Linked DNA regions of Mus musculus: regions 2 and 3 are each linked to region 1. A link is a contact called in public promoter capture Hi-C data. All regions are on one chromosome and are shown on one strand. The core of a region is the stretch at or near the end of the contact, and the rest is flanking DNA. Distances in the headings are between cores, read along the strand shown.

Region 1 (4,114 bases), core at 1,264-3,763:
ACGAGAGTGTGTATATGTGTGTGCATGTTTGTCTGTGCCTGTGTGTGTGCACAAGCACGCGCATGTGTGTATGTACGTGTGTCTGTGCCTGTGCTCGTGTGTATGCATGTGTGTATACACGTGTGTATGCATGCATGTGTGCACGTGTGCAAGTGTCTCCCAGGGCCTCACACATGCTACATTGTGCTCTTTCCTGAGTTACATTCCTGCCCCCTCACAATATTATTTTTAGCTTTTTATTATCTTAATGGTTTTGCCTATGTATATATGTGCCTCTAGAAATGGAGTTAGAAACAGTTGTGAGTTGCCGTGTGTGTGTGTGTGTGTGTGTGTGTGTGTGTGTGTGTTGGGGTGTTGGGGGGATCAAACCCAGGTCCTTCAGGAGAACAGCCAATGCTCTTAGCCACTGAACCATCTCTCCAGGCCTATTTTAAAGTTTACAATTATCCCTTTTCCTAGATGAAGAAATTAAGGCTCAGGAAGGTTAACTTGTCCAAGGCCACTGGGCAAGAAGTTAGTAATCTGGCCCTTACTCATCATTGGGATTAATCACTATACTGTGCTGTTAGAATTCCCTCCAGCTCAGAGATCCCATCACCTTACAGATAGGACAGGAAGAGCTGGGAAGGGGGAAAGGGAGGGAAGACCAGAGAAGCAATGAGGACTGATCAGTCTGGAAGTGGGGGACAACAAGACAGCCAAAAAGCCAGAGGAAGAGAAGAAGAAAGGCAGGGAAAGAGGAGGGAGAGGGAGCAGAGTGCTGGCTCCTGAGTCTCTCAGGGGCCTCAGAGTGGGCTGGGTTGAGGGGGATGGCTCAGTGGTTGATGGGAGGGATGGCTCTCAGTTTATAATGACCTCTCAGAGAGGAGGAGGAGGAAGATGGGATGGAAACTCCCTGGGTCTCCCCAATTCCTCCTGCCTTTTGAGCCTCTTAACTCCCACAGGACTCCCATATAGAAGAGAAGGAGGCCACTTCACAGGACATTGCCTACCCTTAACCATCTTCCCGGTTGCTCTCCCACTCCCTGAGTTCTCACTCCCAAAGGCAGAGTCTTCAACTCTTGCATAGGGTCCTCCAACCAGACTTTGCTCTAAAACTGTCTACCCCGTTGGGTGGGGCATCCCGAAGAGTCACATTTGTCTTATTTTCAAATTTAAGAGAGGATTCTGTTCCCTTTTCCTCCCAGTCTCTGGAATGTTCGGATTCCAGACCTTTGGCCCTATCCTTACCCTACTGGGGACTGGGACCGCCAAGCCAGGAACAGCTCCAATTTCCTCTAAATCTCCCTGTAGAGTGACTCAAGTCTCATCCTTCCCCCACCCCAGACGCCATTAAGCCATATTTTTCTCCTGAGCTGCCGGTAACGTTGCAGGGTCTATAGGTCGGGCTAGGACAAGGACCGTCCTTTCTTGAGATCAGTCCCCTAGGGTGGGAAGGCGGAGCTACACTTCAAGAGGCGGGGCGAGCTTTCCCTTCCAGGCTCCCCCTCCCCGCCGTAGGGGAAGCCCGACAACCTAGAAGCTTCTTCGTAAGCTTGGTGGCCTAAATCTATCCCCTCCACTCCCGCATTCCGAGTCCGCTGGCCGTGTGACCCCAATATCAAAAGTCAAGGGCTTCCCTGAGTTGTCCAATGTGCGTGTATATATGACGGTGGCGGCGCTGGTGGGGGTGGGAAAGGGTGGGAGGAGGTGGAGCCAGGTCAGCATGAGGAGGGTTAACCCCCAGCCGGCTGCCCTCCACGGGGAAATCTCAGGGTTTACTGCGGCCAAAAAAGTGAGGGGGAAAGTCCCCCTCCTCTGGGGCACCATGAGATCTACATCTGGGTCTCTCTCACCCTCCAGCCACACCCTGAGTAGGAACCTTTAGCGGGCAGCAGCTAGGGGTTGGACAGGCTCGGGGACCCTGGAGCATCAACTTCTAGGGAAAGGCAGCCATGTCCCCCAACCCAGAGAACCTTTCTTCTCCTCTGCCCAGCGACTGTCCCAAGACCCAGGAGGCGCAGGGCTGAGGATTGGGGAAAGTGACGCGACACGTTGGGGACCGGAATGTGGAGGCCTGTACCCACCCGAGTCCTTCGAAAGTTGGAAACTGCCAAAACCCAGTGCCGTCAGCTAACCCCAGATGAAACTATTTTCAGGGGACCAACTGCCCCGCCCAGGGGGGAGGATCCGAGAGGCCCCGAAAATCCATCCCTCGTGGTTCGTCAAAGCCCCCCCATAACCTTCCCTACTCGCAGACGTCCCCTCACCTCAGCAGCCCCGCTGCTATCTTCTCCCTCTCTCAGAGGGCACTACCAAGCCCCATGGGTCTGTAGGTCTGTCCAGCGGGTCCTGGGCTGGCCCTAAAAACTCAATGTGTACAGACACACACACACATATGCACACAGGCACGCGCGCACACGCTCGAGCGCGCGCACACACACACAAACACACACACAGGCACGCACGCACTCGTCTCCGGGCCTTCTTCACTGTAAACCCTGGCTGCCCCGGCCTGCTGTTTCCGGCTTCTCTGTCTGCCCAGGTCCCTCCCTGGCGCTCTGACGACACAGAGAAGAGAAAGTGGGCTGGAGGAGGAAGAGGAAGAAAGTGGGGTGAACCTGTATGTACCCGGTGGGGAAGCACGTAGTGGGGAGGGCAAAGCTGGAGCTCCATTGAACCACACTGGAGGGAGGCTGACCTTTACTCTAATCCCCTTAGCACTGATCCATTCCCCACTCCTCGGAAAAGTCACCTAATATCTGGCAGAGGCATGCCACCCCGAACTGCCTAGCTACCACACAAACTTTCTCCGGGCCAGAGATTGGGACCTCGGGGAACTGTGCTATGGGACATCTGGGTTGTGTGCGTCCTCCAGTGGAGGACCCTGAAAAACAGCTGGGAGCCCGAGGCCCCTGCACAATTAGGCTCACCTCCTTCCAAGGCAGGAACGCCTTAGAAGTCCCGTGATACTGTAGGGAGGAAGTGGGGGAGGGGAACCCTTAGCTCAGAATTCTGGAAGTCTCCGGGAGTCCCTTGGAGGAAAAGGAATTCATTCGGGGATACCACGTCCCAAACCCTAGTGATAGCCACTGAGGGCTGCCAGGGTGCCAAGTTTGAATGTGAATATGCTGTGCAACCTTGGCAAAGTTCCTATCTGTTTCTGAGGTAAACACTGAGACACACCCCAAAACAAATATGTGCAATTTCCCTGGCCACAAGAAAACACACACACACACACACACACGCATACACACACACATACACACACGCACACGCGCGTGTCTGAGCTTTACACATGTAGCAGCAGGCTCTCACACATGACAGCCCTCAGAGCCTCTTAGAGTCACACACACACACACACACACACACACACGCCCCTTGTTCAGCCTCTGAATCACCATCATAACCAGAGGACTGTCCTGTAGTTTTTGTTGGGGAGGATAACAAAAGGCCAAACCTGAAAGTCGAGTGTATGGAGGGATAGTCTGAGGGTGGCTGTGTCAAGTTGGAATTTTGGCTTTCCATTGCCTTTCAGGGCTGGGCTGAAAGAGCAAAAGCCAGGCTTCTGGCGCCCCCTGGTGCCTGAGCTGATTCCTCCACTGCACATCCGTGGGCACTGTACACAGTGCAAACTTAGATCCACCCAGGTGCCAGAGCAAACTGTACATGTACATATAATATAATCATGGACTCTGAGCAAGACCTATTTGTGTTCAAGTCCTGCCAAAGATGCTAACTGCAGAATTGGCTGGTTCATTATCTGTAGGACGGAGCACGCAGAGTGGCTTAAGCTGTGGGGTTGTGAGAATAGAATATACTGATACATAAAGGCTCAGAGGAACTCTGGTCACCTAGTAAACAGCAAGCAGGAGGTACTTTTGTTGTTGTTGTTGTTGCTCAGCTACTTGGTTGGACTGTGGTTGTTGATGCTGTTGTTGAGACAAAGGGTCATGTAGCCCAGGATGGCCTTGAAATTGCCTAGTAACCAAGGACAAACTTTAACTTCACCTCCCAAGTACCAGGCTTAGAAATATGCAACAAACAGCAAGAGGGCTTGTGATGCTAAGAACTGAACCCAGGGCTTTTTGCATGTCAGGCAAGGATGCTACCAAATGAGTCACATCCCAACCCA
Region 2 (3,825 bases), core at 834-3,333, 1.1 Mb before region 1:
ATTCTACAAGAATAGCCACTGAGGAGCTAATTTTGTAGACCAGGCTGTCCTGGAATTCAGAAATCCGCCTGCCTCTGCCTCCCGAGTGCTGGGATTAAAGGCGTGCGCCACCACGCCCGGCCTTTTTTTTTTTTTTTTTTTAACATGATGGAAAGGCCACTGTGGCATCAAGGCATGATGTACTCAGGAGTCACCAGCATAGAACACCATGAGCTTGACAGCATGGACTACAGAGTGTATCCCAGAGCAGCGTGCCCTGTCTCAGAAAATGGAGGAGGGGAATGAGGAAGAGGGGCAGCTGTAGGGGGAGGAGGAGGAGGAGAGAGAGGAGGGTCGATTGAGAAGAAGCCTGTACAGGTTGGAGGTGGGGGACAAAGCAGATATAATTATTATAATTTAATTGGGTACAGTGTGTCACATCTGTAGTCCCAGCACTCCGAAGAAGAAGAGCCAGGTGTGGTGGCGCACGCCTTTAATCCCAGCACTAGGAAGGCAGAAGCAGGCAGGTGGATTTCTGAGTTCGAGGCCAGCCTGGTCTACAGAGTGAGTTCCAGGACAGCCAGGGCTACACAGAGAAACCCTGACTGGAAAAAAAAAAAAAAAAAAAAAAGAAGAAGAAGAAGAAGAAGAAGAAGAAGAAAAAAGAAAATCACTGCAAGTTGTTGGACGCCAGCTGGGGTTACGTTGGGAGACCAGAGCTAAAACAGATGTCTGAAAAGAAAGGAATAAAATGGATGTCCACATCCCTTCACCCAAATCCAAAATCCACCAACATTTGGACACATTTGCTCTATCCTTCTTGGTTGCTGTTTTTGTCTAAAATATGTATTTAGAAGAAACTCTTGGACAAGTGAGGTGGCTTATGGGGTAAAGAGGCTTTCTGCCCAGCCTGACAACCTGAGTTTGTTCCCCAGACTCACATGGTAGTGGTGGGGGGACAGCCCCCAAACAAAAACTAAAGTCAGTGTGTGAAATGCAAGCAGAGTATCTTAAGGGCCTCACTCAGATGTGTGGGTATGAACAGAACATCGCAAACAACATCTCAGAAAAGTAATGAAAAGAAAAGAGAAATTATAGTACAAGTGAAGAAACCAGATATATATAATGTGTATGTATGTAATATATATATAATATATTACAGCACAGAGAAGTGTCCTTAACCCAATTCTAACGTCCACAGGAAGCCCAGGGTTCTGCTGGGAGGGGGGAGGGGGGGGGCTGTTCTATGTTCATCTCAGGGAGCGCTTGACCACTGAAGCAAGAACAGTCATAAGACGCACCATTCTTTTTGACTGCCCACTCTCCCTCCTCAGCAGCACGGGACATTCCAGACCCTCTCGCCATCCTTAACTCCCTCCTCTTGCTCCTGTCACGAGGTCTCAATCCCCCAGAGTCCTTTCATGTGATGCTCAGCTGAGACCCTTCTGAGACAAGCCTGGGATACATTCATCCATCCGCACCCCTGATGCAGAGGTGGTCTGTCAGTTTGGCCTTCCTGAATACCCTACTCTTTTTCTCTCTACTTTACATCTCCTATCACTGCATTTAAGATATTACCCAAAGGATCTCCATGTCACCATGGACATGTCACCATGTCACCTCCTTGGAGCCCCTATTTCGCTGAGTGCTCCAAGCAGCCTCAGAATTAGTGCCATGCCTTCTGCCCCCTGCATCAGATAGGGATACCTCTATGCTTGATCCTAAGGTTCACATCTAAAGCTGGGCACAACGGTTTAAGTATGTACTTAGGAGGTAGATGAGGAGTTTGAGTTCATCCGTGGGTACACAGTGAATCTGAGGCTAGCCTGGGCTACACTGGACCTTGTCTTGAACAAATAAAAAAACCAAACAAAACCATATCTTCACTAAAATCAAATAGGACAAGCCTAAAGTATTTTGACTTGTCTGATTAGAAGGGGGAAACCCAGAGCTGGTGTTCAATTGCTAATAGCACTTGCTCCTGACCACCCACCCACACTCACCTTCTAGGGCCCCCACAGCCAGCAGAGCACTCAGCACAAGCACGGGAAGGAAGCTCCTTCTCTGGACACCCATAGTGGTCCTCTTGCCAGCAGCCAAAGGTACCAGGGGGTGGGAGCGAGCCCCTATATAGAAAGGGATGGTCATTTGCATAGGCCTTCCTCCTCTCCCTCCAGAGGAGGGGAAACCTGGGAAGAAGGAAAGGGCCAGAACTGATTTCATCCCACACAGCTCAATGACAGTTTCTGGTTTCGCTGGGTCACATTCACTGACACACTTATTCTGGAAAGAGTTCACTGATGGGCAGCCTCAATTCACATACTTAACAGTCACAATTCAGCAAGACAGAGTGAAGAGAATTGTGTCAAACCAAGAGATCCTTAAGACAGAAACAGCACCTTTATCCAAAAGCATCCAGAAGGGGCTGGGAGGGTAGATTGCCAGCAATAAAACAACACAGGCAGCCAATGAACCCCGAAACAGTGAGACAGTATTAAGCTAGGCTGAGAAACGACTCTATTATCTAGCCAAAGAATCCTTTACAATAAGAGTCCCGATTTTCCAGCCTGGACTAGAGTTCCAGGACAGCCAAGATTACACAGAGAAACCTTGTCTCAGAAAAATAAAAAGAAAGCGGAGGGAGGCGAGAAGGAGGGAGTGTGTGTGGGAGAGAGAGAGAGAGAGAGACCGGATTTTGTGCCCCACATGGAGACCGAGACAAACGGATCTCTGTGAGTTCGAAGACAACCTGGACTTTTGAACGCATTCCAGCCAACAAGGGCTGCATTATGAGATGTTTCCAAAAAGCAGGCGAGAGTGCTGGAGAAACAGCACCGCTGTTAAGAGCGCAAGCCGCTCTTGCAGAAGACCAGAGTTCAGCTCCAGCACCCAAGTTAGGCTCACGACCGCCTAGAACCTCAGCTCCAGGGCACCTGCTGCTTCTGTGAAAACTTAAATGCAGACACACAGACCCACACACCATTTAAAATAAAATACATTATTCTTTTTCTTTTAAAGATTCCCAGGTTTTGCTTTTTAAAAGAGACTCTCTTGTCCAGGTGGAATTTTAATCTCACCCAAGGGGTGGTGAAAATTGTGAGGGAAAGGTAAGGAAATCCGTAGACCAGAAACACCACCAGTTCCGGCCTGCGGAGCCTAAACCAGGAACTGCGGGAAAGTTGTGCAGCTGCCCCGCGGCTCGCCCGCCCAGGGCGGGGCCTCTGAGGCGGGAGCGCGATGGTCCGGTCCGCCCTCGTGACGTGAACCAATCGGAAGGGCGGGGGGCGGGGCCAGGGAAACGCGGGAAGGAGGGGCGGGGTCTCGGATGGCCGTCTGGAGCAGTGGGGGAGGCGGCAACATTGTTTCAAGTTGGACAAATTGTCAAGGGCTGAGCTCTCCTTGCGTTCCATCCCGAGCTGGGACTGCCGTGCTCACCCGGGGTCCCCCAGGTCCTCCGCTCCGAGTGTCGGGCCCGCTTTCGTCAGGGTTCCCGGGCCCCGCTCCCGGGGGCCTGAGCCGCCTCACTAGCGCTCCATGGAGAACTTCCAAAAGGTGGAGAAGATTGGAGAGGGCACGTACGGAGTGGTGTACAAAGCCAAAAACAAGTTGACGGGAGAAGTTGTGGCGCTTAAGAAGATCCGGCTCGACACGTGAGTGGCCTCCGGAGCCGGAACTCCTTTGCCCGGACCTCTTGGCTGTCCCCCTCCCAACCCCCTACCCCAACAGGCGGGTAGCGTCCCCGGACCGGAAGGTAGCGGGGAGGGAGGGAGGGACGCGTGAAGCGAGCGGTGGGTTGGCCGACCGTGGAGGCTCTACCGGAGGAGACTGTCCGGGGCTGGAATCCAG
Region 3 (4,139 bases), core at 120-2,619, 1.3 Mb before region 1:
GATAGATAGCTAGATAGCTAGCTAGCTACATACATACATACATACATACATACATACATACATAGATCAATCCTTCAGAAAGTCTATTTAATAAATAAATTTGGGATCAAGTTTCTTTTTAATTGGGAGTAGGAGACAGGGTCTTGCTATGTAGCCCAAGCTAATCTAGAACTCCCCATTCTTCCACCTCAGCCCCCTGACAGGTTTGCATCAGTATACCATACATGACAGTATTATTTACAAACTCTTCAATGCGGTTCTACTCTTTAGCCAGAGCTAAACATTAGTCTAATCACCTTAGTTTATTAACAATCAAACTAAAGCTCAGAATGGGTAAGAAAATTGACCAAAGTTTGGCCAGCATGTCTCCACATTCGTTTTTTTGTGGTCTGTGTGTTTCTGCTTTGAGACAAGGTCTCTCTACATATTGCTAGCTGCCCCAAAGTTTGTTCTGTAGACCAGGATGGCCTCAAATACACAGACATCCTCCTGCTTCTGCCTCAGGCCTGCTAGAATCAAAGTTGTGGGACACATGGTATGTCTGCACACTTGTAATGCACCCCTTAGCTCCGGTTACTTGTAGCGCTGGTGGATTCCTGGCCACCATGAAAAGCACAAGGAGCCTAGGGGACAGAGAGAGAGAGAGAGAGAGAGAGAGAGAGAGAGAAACAACAGCAATAAATTGATGGTGTTTATAATTTTTCTAGTTGGAATTAGTCCTGGAAGCATTCCTCCTTAGTCGGAGAAGCACTGTATAATTTACCTTTCACTTTGGCAGTAGCACTTACGCTTCTGCCACGACTAAAATGGGTTCGCATTCCCTGACCACAAAAGGACAGAGATAGATCTGCGCATTCACCACTCACTGCCCGCAACATTAGCAAAGCTCCCTAGAAGGCTGCTTGAGGTGCCTAAAATGCTGCTCTACAGTGATCACCCAGAGCTGAGAGAACCTCGGTGGAGAGGTGAGAAGACAAGAGGGCTGGGAAATAAGAGAAAGCATTCTCTTCTAGGGAGAGGAAGCTGGGAATCCACTGAGAATCGGCCGGCATTGCCAGGAGGTAAGGTGAGGGAAGGAGAAGAATTTCAATGAGTTCAGAGAGCTTCTGCTACCCTAGTAACAGAAGTGTAGTGGACAGCATCAGGACACCAATCCTCTCAAAACCCGACAGCCAGAGCATGTGAAAACTGACTCTTCAGCATGACTAAATGCGAAAAGTGTTCCTGACTCCAGAAACTGAGCCTCATTAGCGAACAGCTCACCCACCAAGCAACCAACCCTCCACTTCGCTCCTTTAGCTCCTCAATACCAACCACCAGATGCCAAAAGCAGAGGGAGGCTCTTGCGTCACGTGATACTGCGATCACGTGACGCCTTCCGGGTGAGCCAAGGCATAGTCCAGTTCCTGCAGCCTTAGGGAGGGGTCCGCCGTGCCCACACCCAGCCAGACTCGACCATGCTGTCCCGCCTGCTCAAAGAACACCAAGCCAAGCAGAACGAACGCAAGGAGCTGCAGGGTGAGCTCAGCGTCCGGTCGGTCGGCAGCTCCCGGCCGCGGCCTAGCTTCTTCCAGAGGCCTGGACCTCGGGTAACCTCCCAGATCAAGGAGAGGGCGCCGGCTAGCGGGCGACCCGAGTGCCGGGCAGGGAATTGGGGGCGGCACTTCTGGAAACTCCGTCCCCTTGCCAACCAGCCCTGGTCCCCTTGGCACCACTCGGGTCCCTGCGCCACCTCCCTCAATCCCGCCCAGGCGGCGCCTGAGTCCCGCCCCTGGAGCGCGAAACGCGTTGCCAATTGGCCCAGCCAGCTTCTCACCCCGGAAGTGGGAGGAATTGGGGACTGCCCAGTCTGCCACACAGCTAAGGCACAACTTTCCCCAGGCCTAGACTGGGAATCCTGGAGTTGCCAATCCATTGCCCAAAGTAGTGGAAAAAGGATGTCTAGGAAGAGTCCTGGGCGTACCTGATGGAGTGTCCATTCCCTTCTCAGGGCCCCAGTTTCTTTGCCTCCAAAATAAAGGGGTTTGTTTTGTTTATGTATGGAAGGTTCTTTTTAAGAGGTCTGGCATTAGTTGGCAGTTTCTAGAACAGTAATAAGTGCGTGAGGACCCATTAGCACCATCTTTCAAATACGAAGTCTGCTCCAACCCCTTTCCCCTTCCCCAGAGAAGAGGAGGAGAGAAGCTATCGCTGCAGCGACCTGCCTGACCGAAGCGTTGGTGGATCACCTCAACGTGGGGTATGAACCTCTTCCCTCAACTCCGGTTTCCTCCATCCACCCTGGTTACACAGCATCTGGGCCAGCTTTCAGAAGGACCCGGTGCTCCAGTAACTCCTCTGATCTGTCCCCTCCCCCTAATGTAACTTTGTGGAGACTTGAGTCAGCTTTCACTCTCTAACGCTGATGGGGGCGACAGCTGCAGTGGTTGGGAAAACAGAATTCCCCTCCCCACACTAACTTCCCTGGCACAACTTGATGCCATCTGGCCAACTCGACTAACCCTTATATGTCCAGCTGTCACTTGGGTGGGAGGGAAGGACAACCTCTTCCACCACGTACCCTCTTTCCTTCCTCACCTCCTACTCTCTGGAAAGCCTGCGAAACAAATGGCAGGAACAGGATGGCACAGCTGGTAGAAGTAAGGAAGAGCCTAAGCCAAGAGCTGTGACAAAACCAGGCTGTCTCTTCCTTTCCTTCTGGGTCTCCAGGGACCCTTCCCCCAACCTTAACCCTCAATGAGAAGACCAGTGGTATCCAAAGACTTGGAAAGATTCCCTGGCCCTGCATGACTCATAAGAGTGCAGAGATGGTGATCTGATTGTCTATGGGAAGAAAGGAGGCACATACTATGCCTTCCGCCCAGGGCGAGTGACAGGCTTGGTTGCAAATCCAGAGACTGATTCATCCAAGGGAGTCATGCAGGGTTAGGGTCATCAACCATTACTCATCTTGAGGGGAGATTAGGGGGAAGAATGGCTGTGGTTGGGGGCTCTGGTCTCCTTTGTCTCCAGACAGCTCTCTCCTCCTCTTCTCTGGTGTTCCCACACTGGCACATCCTTTGCTACATTTGTGACGCTGGCCAGACTTCTTTCTGTTTACTTGCTAGACGCCACCCCACATTCGAAGCTTAGAGGGCACCTAAGCCAAATCCTGATTAGAAAGGGTTTTGTGTTGCTCCCCACAGCTCCTATTCTCCAGAAAATAAAACAAAGGCCTAGTTTGTCTCAGCCCTTGTCAGGTGCCCTGCCCACTTTCTTGAAGCCCCCCCCCCCACCCAGCCCTTTGCCTCCTCTGCCCCCACACATTCCAGTGGGTGAGGGCACCGGATGTGGAGTCTCCTTACTGACCTAGAGCTTTGGAATAGGGAATGAAAAGGTCATCTGCTAGTAAGAGAGGGAACACTGGTTATGTAAAAGGGAAAGTGAAAAACACTGGTGGAGGATGGAGAGCTAACCTCTTAGCAGTGATAGTTACCACAGCCAGCACCTTGACTGAGCTGAGAAGTGTCAGCACTGGGCAGTGTGGGTGGGGTGGTGTTCACTCATCTGTGTGGGTGGGAGAGTTGGGTCTGAAGGTGAAAGCCTGTGATCCCAGCTCTTGGACTGTAGAGGCAAGAGGATTAGATCAAGGCCAGCTTCATCCACATAGCGAGTTTGGGGTCATCCTGGGCTACATAAGACCCTGTCTCAAAACGGGGCCTGGGAAGAACCAAGAAAATCTCTTGGGGTAGGCTCATTTGACCCAGGATTCCTGAGGAGGGGGTGTGGTCTCCCATCCCACTCCAGATCCAGGGAGGGGCCTGACTTCCTTTGCAACTTCTTGCAGAGCTCACTGGGCTTCAAATCACAGCCAGATGTGTCCCTGCTGCTGCTGAATTTTCCCACGCTCCCTTTTCCCTCCCAGCTTCTTCCTCAGGGATATCCCCCCAGGTTAACCTTCCCTGCCCCAGCTCAGATGCAGAAACTTCTTGAGAGGATAGGAAATGGTTACTAGTCAGCTCCGGACTTGGCTTTCCTGGGAACCTTGGGATTGGAGGAAGGAGCCTGCTTCATTTGGGTCATATCCAGAAAAGGCCAGAGTCCCAAGGTTTCCTCAGTCCTCCCTCCTGGCTGATCTCCCACGACTGTTATAGGCTGTT

The links. Promoter capture Hi-C pulls out the DNA fragments that hold promoters and counts their contacts.
Region 2: a contact with region 1 is called in a promoter capture Hi-C map of pre-B cells. The contact joins the promoter of Pmel here to the promoter of Stat6 in region 1.
Region 3: a promoter capture Hi-C map of pre-B cells shows a contact between it and region 1, with 6 times the contacts expected there. The contact joins the promoter of Bloc1s1 here to the promoter of Stat6 in region 1. A contact is called at or near these places in 1 of 39 promoter capture datasets (pre-B cells) and 1 of 9 other capture datasets (liver).

What each region holds. Positions count from the first base shown.
Region 1 is chr10:127,641,385-127,645,498 of GRCm38.p6, reverse strand. It overlaps Stat6 (signal transducer and activator of transcription 6), which reads right to left and starts at 2,513. Exons shown (of 22, transcript NM_009284.2): 1 at 2,250-2,513.
Region 2 is chr10:128,704,516-128,708,340 of GRCm38.p6, reverse strand. It overlaps Pmel (premelanosome protein), which reads right to left and starts at 2,083. Exons shown (of 11, transcript NM_021882.4): 1 at 1,983-2,083. The coding sequence starts at 2,055. It overlaps Cdk2 (cyclin-dependent kinase 2), which reads left to right and starts at 3,290. Exons shown (of 8, transcript NM_183417.3): 1 at 3,290-3,629. The coding sequence starts at 3,514.
Region 3 is chr10:128,920,754-128,924,892 of GRCm38.p6, reverse strand. Bloc1s1 (biogenesis of lysosomal organelles complex-1, subunit 1) reads left to right here and starts at 1,369. Exons shown (of 4, transcript NM_015740.3): 1 at 1,369-1,518; 2 at 2,167-2,239. The coding sequence starts at 1,458.